2 separate regions of the Sus scrofa genome follow, and region 1 is linked to region 2. A link is a contact called in public Hi-C data. All regions are on one chromosome and are shown on one strand. The core of a region is the stretch at or near the end of the contact, and the rest is flanking DNA. Distances in the headings are between cores, read along the strand shown. Region 1 has its middle 16 kb from the start of SASH1. Region 2 overlaps SASH1 (SAM and SH3 domain-containing protein 1).

Region 1 (3,970 bases), core at 199-2,698, 71 kb before region 2:
GTGGGATTGCTGGATCATATGGTGTGCTATTTTTAGTTTTTTAAGGAACCTTCATGCAGTTCTCCATAGGGGATGTACTAATTTATATTCCCACAGTGTAGGAGGGTTCCCTTTTCTTCACACTCTATAGCAGGCACTTCTGAACAATGTCAAAGAAATAAAAGACCCAGCACCTGCCTTCAGGAAACATACAGCTTAGTTCAATCTACAACAGCACACAATACATGTGTGCAAACGTGCGCGCGCACACACACACACACACACAGAGAAAGTCACTTTCACTGCAAACACATGTCACAAATTGAGAGCATAGATACCAAGGTACTATCAAGAGGAGAGGGACTAAAGTCAGATGGGATGCATCACAGAAAACCTCTTGTAAGTATCATATTTGGGATGAGACTTTAAGAGTTAGTTACTATTCTACAGTAAAGAGAGGATTAAGGCATCTCAAGGTGTGAGACTCGGCTCTCGGTAAAAGACATTAAGAAGATCCACCACAGAAGCTACCCAGTTGTCATTACATTATAATTCTTAAAAAATATCTTACTAGATATGGAAGCATTAAAGCTCTCCATGTATGGGTAACATCTCTATGAATATAACATGCACACAATCCTAAAACTAGTAACCAAAGGAGTTAACCTAAGTGTGTACAGGCACCAAAAGAATAAACTAGCCAGTCGAAATTTTAGCTTAATTACCCCACGAGGCTGCTGTGAGATTCTGAATTTTCCAATAAACTTTGGCCACTAAAATTTTACACATAATTTTTGATCACCTGAATTATATTTGATTCAAATATTAATAAAATCTAAATAAAACTTAGCCAAATACATGAATATTGAGAAAGATGGTTGGAACCTCCTGGCTCTGTAAATACCAACTCTATTTAATGCCATCCTAAAACTCTAGCTCTAGTTATGAAGGAATCCTTTCCCCAGAAACTGAACTATAGAACAGTAACTAACTTTTTCTATCATATTTATTTCATGAAAGAGCTGTAGAGAATCAGAAATATCACACCCATCCCAGGAATCATATTTCGGTGTTTAAGGAGAAGTCTGACTCGTCTAGTTAAATGGCTCAGACTTGAAGAGAAGTTGCACCATTGAGCGCCGGACTATATTTTTAAAAGAAGGTACAAACAGCACAGTGACAGTAAGCACTGTGTACTTTGGAACTGTGAATTCTGGAAAGGGGGTGTTCCATGTGGTGAGGTGCTGTAGAAACGAAAGCTGTGATAATGAACAAGTCACTTCCCCCTTTAAATGCTGACTGAAGAGTCCACCGTGCACAAGGGGTGGGGTGGGCAAGGCAGTGTGACCTGGATGGTCTCTGAGCGCTTTAGAGCTCAAAACATTTCCTACCAGGTCCTAGAAACTGGGACAGAGGAAAACTTACGTTTGCAGGGTTATATAACTGCTACCAGCAGGGGGCAGCACTGCTTAGATAATCACTGTATTTTTGCCCTTCCTCATTTAGGAAAGCCTGTGGGAAAAGATTTATCCCTTTAGCTCTTTGCTGCTCAGAAACATACCAGTGGACCAGACCCAAAGAATACCTTGCATCTCAAGGCACCAGCACTCATCCAACAGGTGTGCCTACAACCCATTTCCCATGGACACTTTCACTGATGGTATTGCTTGTGGTTGATTTCCTGATTTTCCTTTTTATCTTTATCTTCCATTTAGGTCCTACTTGATTCTTGCTAGGAGGAAGAATAATTTTATAAGAAATTTTAGAATAATTTTATAAGGAATTTCAGAATAATTTTAAAAGGAATTTTAAAATTTAAGAAACATTGGAGCATTTTACACAATTTTTACCAATTTTTACCAATTTTTCTCTCCCAAAAATGAAGTCCCCCGTTTGTAGTAGACTTTGAGACAGGAACTCTTCAAGAAGATGAAAACATTTCATGGAAGGAAATGACTCCCTTTTGTTAGGAAAGGACCAAAAAACAAACAAACAAACAAACAAACAAAAACAGAAAGAAAAAAAGAAACTATCAATTGACCAATGCTGCCCTCTGCGGCTGAAGGAAATGAGGCCAAAACAAGTGAATGTCTTGTTCCAAGAACTGTTTTATTTTAATGTTTACTTTAAAATCCAACTTGCTTATAGCATAATACTGAATTACATCTCCTAATTAACTTTTAAAGCCCAGATTTGATAGTAGGATTAATGCTAGCCTTATTTTCATGATAATTGAAAAATTACTAGAAAACATTCGTTCCATTTAATAAAAATGTGTTACTCTACAGTAAATTTTAATTCTAATTATATGTCGGGCTTTCATTTTGCTGAAGTCTGTAAACTTGAAATGCTTCATCTAAAACTAGAGAACATTTTCCATAAAACAAGCATATATGGGGGCTTGAACATCTAAAACTGTTACCTAAAAAGCAACAGAGGCTGTGGTCTAGAGCTTGCTGTCCTCGGAGAACTGTTATCACTTAAATGAAAACACTTCTATCCATTTCTTTTCTCTTTATCTTTCCTTGGGCATTATTCATAAACAATAATCATTGAAAACAGGGTTGTATAATGTGAAAAAACTTGTGTTTTGAGCCAGACATACTAGGATTTAAAAATCAGCTCTGCGAAGTTCCCATCGGGGCTCAGCAGAAACGAATCTGACTAGTAACTATGAGGACGCGGGTTCGATCCCTGGTCTTGCTCAGTGGGTAAAGTATCCGCCTGCTGTGAGTGTTAACCTTGAGCTGTGGTGTAGGTCACAGACGTGGCTCAGATCTGGTGTTGCAGTGGCTGTGGTGTAGGCTGGCAGCTACAGCTCCAATGCGCCACTTCCAAGACTCCAAGCCTCGTGTATGCTTGACCTTGTGAGGTTCCATCTCAAAACCCAACCAGTGGGCTCTGAGAAGCCCAGGCCACATGGAGAGGCTACATGTAGACATTCTGGTTGACAACACAGCTGGGCTCCCAGTCAACACCCAACATCAGCTGCAGCCACACAAGTGAGCCATCTTGAATGTCTAGCACATGTGGGCTTTTAGACCCCGCCAGCACCTGCCCCCCATCTGACCGTGGCCGTATGACAGATCCTGGCCAAGAACTACCCAGCTGAGCCCAGCAAATCCGCTGGACTATGAAGGATCATCTTAACTTGTAATTTCAAGCCACTAAATTGTGGTCTGGTTTGATATGCACGCAATGATAGATAACTGGAACAAAGCTACAGGGTGGAATTTCTATTTTAAAGAGCCACTAGTCAAAGCCCAGAGAAACAGCTGAGAGGGGAGGGGCTCTCACTATACACATTTGCCTGTAATTCCTAATCTTGTTTCTCAAGGCATTGTTTCAACACTTCCAGGAAAGTTCAATTCGATTTTGAAGGGACATGAGGGGGCTCAAGAAATGTTGGATGATGACAAAGGGAATGAGTGAATAAATGTTTCCTATTATGGAAGTCCTCTAGCAGAAAGCATCTAATGACCAGCAATGAAGCTAGAAGATTCATTAAGAATCCGTTATTTCTAAGCCGTTTGGGGGATATAAGTCCTTTTCTAAGCAAGTATTGTAAACATCAAATAAATGAACATTAGAAAGAATGACAGTGTGCCAGCTTGTTCTGTGGCCAAGACAGAACGTAGGTTAGAGCTGGGGAAATGCTCTTGGGTTGGTAGCTCATGGAAAAGTCTTTTTACCCCCGATGTGGAGCCCGCACTGTGTCCTCAATGTTGGATGGAAGAGAGAAAGGCCATTCGGAGGGGGAAGTGGTTTGGAAGTCAGAGGCGGGAATAAGTACAATGCAAAAGGACTAAAGACTTAATTAACACCCTACATAGGAGCTGGTACCCAATATACAGAAGGAACACTGGGCAGTAAGGGGCACAAAGTCCTGCATGATCAGAGCCACATCAGAACCCTAAGGGACCATGAGTTCCCTTAGTTGGAAAATGGAAAGAGGAAAAAGTCAGGGAGTAAGCTGGGATGTCGGCTAGAA
Region 2 (3,710 bases), core at 730-3,229:
CTCAGTCTTTCTGATGAGAAGATAGTCCAGACCCATTCGCACTGTGACGTGGCCTTGGGCTGTTTCCCCAGAGGGAGATTTGCTGGTTTAGCCCTGACCCTCCCACATGCTTGCCGGTGACTCAGGGGAAGTATCTGGAAGAAGTCCGACAAGCTGGACCACTATGGAAGGGAAGCTTCTTCATCTTCTTCCTTTCCAGATTCTGAGCTTCCTCCCATTATTTGAGAGGGACAATTCCAACGCCTCTCCAAGTCCTGCTCTGACTTGCTAATCCATCTCCAACCAAGTCATTATGCCACCAGCTCTGTTCTTTTCCATTTCAGTTCTTTCCTGGGTCAAAGTGACACCTTGCTCATCAATCTGTCAGTAGAGATCAGCTCAAAAATGGTTAATAAAAAAGATTTTAGGGAGTTCCTGCTGGGGCACAAAGGGACAAGCCATATCTTGGGAGCGCTGGGATGCAGGTTCAAACCCAGGCCCAGCACCGTGGGTTAAGGATCCAGCATTGCTGCAGCTGTGGCTTAGGTCTTAACTGTGGCTCAGATCTGATCCCTGGCCCCAGAAACTCCATATATCATGGGGCAGCCAAAAAGAAAATTTAAATAAAATAAAATAATAAAATAAAATAATGACTTTAGGAGACGTTGTCATTCTGCAATAGTGCTTCTTTCGTCTCTCTTCTCCTTTATTCATTCTTCTGTCTCCCTCCTAAAAGGGAGTGACCTGACCTCCAGCCAACCTCACACTTGACCTTCAGGCATGACCCACGTGGGAGGCTGGGTGTAACGGTGAGAATGCGTTAGGATTATCTTCCTATCAGAAGGACCACATGCTGCTATGTTATCATTTATTTTAGGGGACACAAACACCCCCAAATTATTTAGCCATCAGGAGGCCCTGCAGAACTTCCGTCAGGACAGTCTCCCGGGACATTGACATGTGACAATGAGAGAGCCGGCTTGTCCCATATGTCATTCTTTCCCGTAGAAAGACAGAATTAAATCAGAGAAAGATCATTCAAAGTTGCTCAGCTCACGAATTCCTGTGTCTGAAATGAGGAGCATTTTGGTGCCTTGGTGTCTTGTTCTCCCCTGAACCAGCATCTCCCTGAGAAAGAGGCACACACGCATTGGCCCACAGTCTGGGGCAAACATTCTCCTAACACAGAGTCCATCACCGCTTGGCCTGAGGCTTGCAGGGCACGTTAGTTGCCTGGGTTAAGCGTAGGGTACATTCAAATCCTCACTGTTTTCATGGAATAATCGCTAATGAATATAATCGTGTCCCGATGTAATTTGTTTCATTTGCAAGTTGGCAGGAACAAAGAAGGCAGCTTTCTTTAGAAATGATTCGACCTTGGCTGTGAGGGTGAGGTCATTGTTTTACAATTAAGTCATTCCCCCCCTACAGTTACAATAATAGTGATGGATCCCAGAATCCTGTAGCTGGCTCTTTGGCAAAAGAATGAGATCAAATTTTCAGAGTTTGGGCTGCCTTCCCTGAGTTGAAGGAATAGTTTCCCACACCCGAGGCTGCTGGTGGGGAACGGCCCCCTCATACCACAGGCATGACTCTGTGTCAGGCCTCCGCGGCCAGGCCAGCTCAGGGTGCTCTCCAACTTGGGGCGGAAGCCTTTCCAACAGGATTAAGTGAAAGGCATTTTTAATTTCAGTCCCACGTGGGATTTGTGTCACCTGATCTACGTGAAGAGGGAGAAGAGATCTTCTTCAGAGGAAGAGAAAAAGCGTTAGCCAATGATTTTGTGCTTCCCATCAAAGAAAAAATAGCTTCTTTTTTTCACCGGGGTCAAGAGACGTTATCAGCTTCAGATGTCTAGCCATGGGACTGAATTTCCCATATCATTATTTTTGCCTGCAGAGTCATCCTCTTTTTTTTTAAGTAATGTTTTTATCTCTCTTCCTCTCTCACAAACAAAATATGTCATGGTCTCCACAGACCTATTTTTGGCAAACTCTAGAAAAAAAATCTGTAAAATACTTTCAGCCCATCATAGGGGAAAAATATCCACTGGAACTAACACCATAGATAATCAGTGAAATTCCGCGGCCCCATTAAAGATTGCTTCTATCTGTCGTTGGACTTATGATGAAAAAAACATTTGGAAGAGTCTGGAAGTGGGAATTGAGACTTGTGTCCTCATTCTGGCCACGTTGTTAACTAGTTGTCAGACTTCAGCTACAAGTCTTTGAATGTAGCTGAAGAGGTGATTAAATCCACACGATGACCCCTAACTGTCCAAATGCTTCTGAGTGCACGCGAGCGCACACACATACATAAAGTGCTAAAGTCACACATTGTGCCATTACACCTCCAGAATCTTCCTAAAAGACGAGCTCTGAGATGAAAACTGCTAAGCAAATGGCATCTCCTCCTGCTTTTAAAACTTGAGATTTATGGACACCTTGAACTGTATCTAAGACAGTCATCGGAATATGCCTGTTGTAAAGTCTCAGGATGCATATTTATATTCTCTTATAAATGTTTAAGCAGAGAAATTTGTTTTGGAGGGTATGAGTAAGGTTCTTGCTTTTATCATGGTGATGGTTTCACAGGTCTGTGTGTATGGCCAAATCCATCACACTGCGTATCGTAGATTTGTCCAGGTTGTTTGGTTTATCACTTATACCTCAATAAAGCACATACACATGCGAGTCCAAATGAAGTTAATTGTGGTATAAAGGTTGAAGTAGTGGTTCATTCCTCCCTTTCTTCAAATCGCTAGTCAGTGGTTCTGATGCAATTTGTTGACATGTCCGTCCTTCTGCATAGATTGAATGGCAGCATTAGATCGTGAACATTTCTATTTGTGTTTTATTAATTTCCAGAGACTCTATTCTGTTGTCTGTATTTTTTTTTTTTTTTTTGTCTTTTTACGGCCACACCTGTGGCACATGGAGGTTCCCAGGCTAGGGATCTAATCGGAGCTGTTGCTGCCAGCCTACACCAGAGCCACAGCAACGCGGGATCCGAGCCGCATCTGTGACCTACACCACAGCTCACAGCAATGCTGGATCCTTAACCCACTGAGTGAGGGCAGGGATCGAACCCGCAACCTCATGGTTCCTAGTCGGATTTGTTTCCACGACAGAACTCCTGTTGTCTATATTTACTTGATCATTCTTAGACAGACAATCTTGAACACCAGCTGGCTATCAGAGAAGGAATAAGCTGCAATATCGTACAGCTTCCCAAAGCAGTAAAGCTTCATGGTGCAGAGTGTAGGTTCTAGAGTCACAGGATCAGAGTTCAAGTGCCCCCCACCACCACTTGTTAGCTCTGTGACCTTGGGCAGTTGGCTTTACTTCTTCAAGCCTCCACCTTCTCATTTGTATATGGCATTATTTGCAGTATCTACCTTATAGGATTGTTGTAAGGACTCAAGGAGATAACACATTTATATTAATCAGCCCAGTAATTGACATTAAAAGCATTCAATAGATGTTGGGTATTATTTTTATGAAATGAGAGTTGGGTCAAAAATGACTATCATTAGAACCACATCTGTGGGTTATTCCATCATATGTTACTTATGACTTAAACTTTCATAGAGTTAATAAAACAATCAAGAGTGGCTTTTGTTAATTTCTTGGTCCCTTAGTTGTTTCTAAATATGGAATGTAGTTCTATTCAGGATTAACTATAGTCATCTAGGCTTTTACTATGTATGGTGAGGCCTTGGTTAGTAGTGA

The links. Hi-C and Micro-C count contacts between places; a contact is called where the count stands out from the background.
Region 1: a contact with region 2 is called in a Hi-C map of liver, with 2.5 times the contacts expected there. The contact joins two enhancer-like sites. A contact is called at or near these places in 1 of 5 promoter capture datasets (liver), 16 of 47 Hi-C or Micro-C datasets (alveolar macrophages, brain, embryonic fibroblasts and 8 more) and 1 of 2 datasets of contacts at active chromatin or transcription factors (skeletal muscle).

Annotation. Positions count from the first base shown.
Region 1 is chr1:17,677,044-17,681,013 of Sscrofa11.1, reverse strand. No RefSeq gene overlaps it. Among named protein-coding and RNA genes, the nearest start is that of SASH1, 16 kb to the right of the region's middle. Within about 2 kb of position 1,448, at least 4 of the 83 cell types and tissues checked have an H3K27ac peak or open chromatin away from gene starts, as enhancers often do. A contact at or near this core is called in liver, where this site is marked.
Region 2 is chr1:17,606,345-17,610,054 of Sscrofa11.1, reverse strand. The region is part of intron 1 of SASH1 (SAM and SH3 domain-containing protein 1); the gene reads left to right. Among named protein-coding and RNA genes, the nearest start is that of SASH1, 55 kb to the left of the region's middle. Within about 2 kb of position 1,979, at least 25 of the 83 cell types and tissues checked have an H3K27ac peak or open chromatin away from gene starts, as enhancers often do. A contact at or near this core is called in liver, where this site is marked.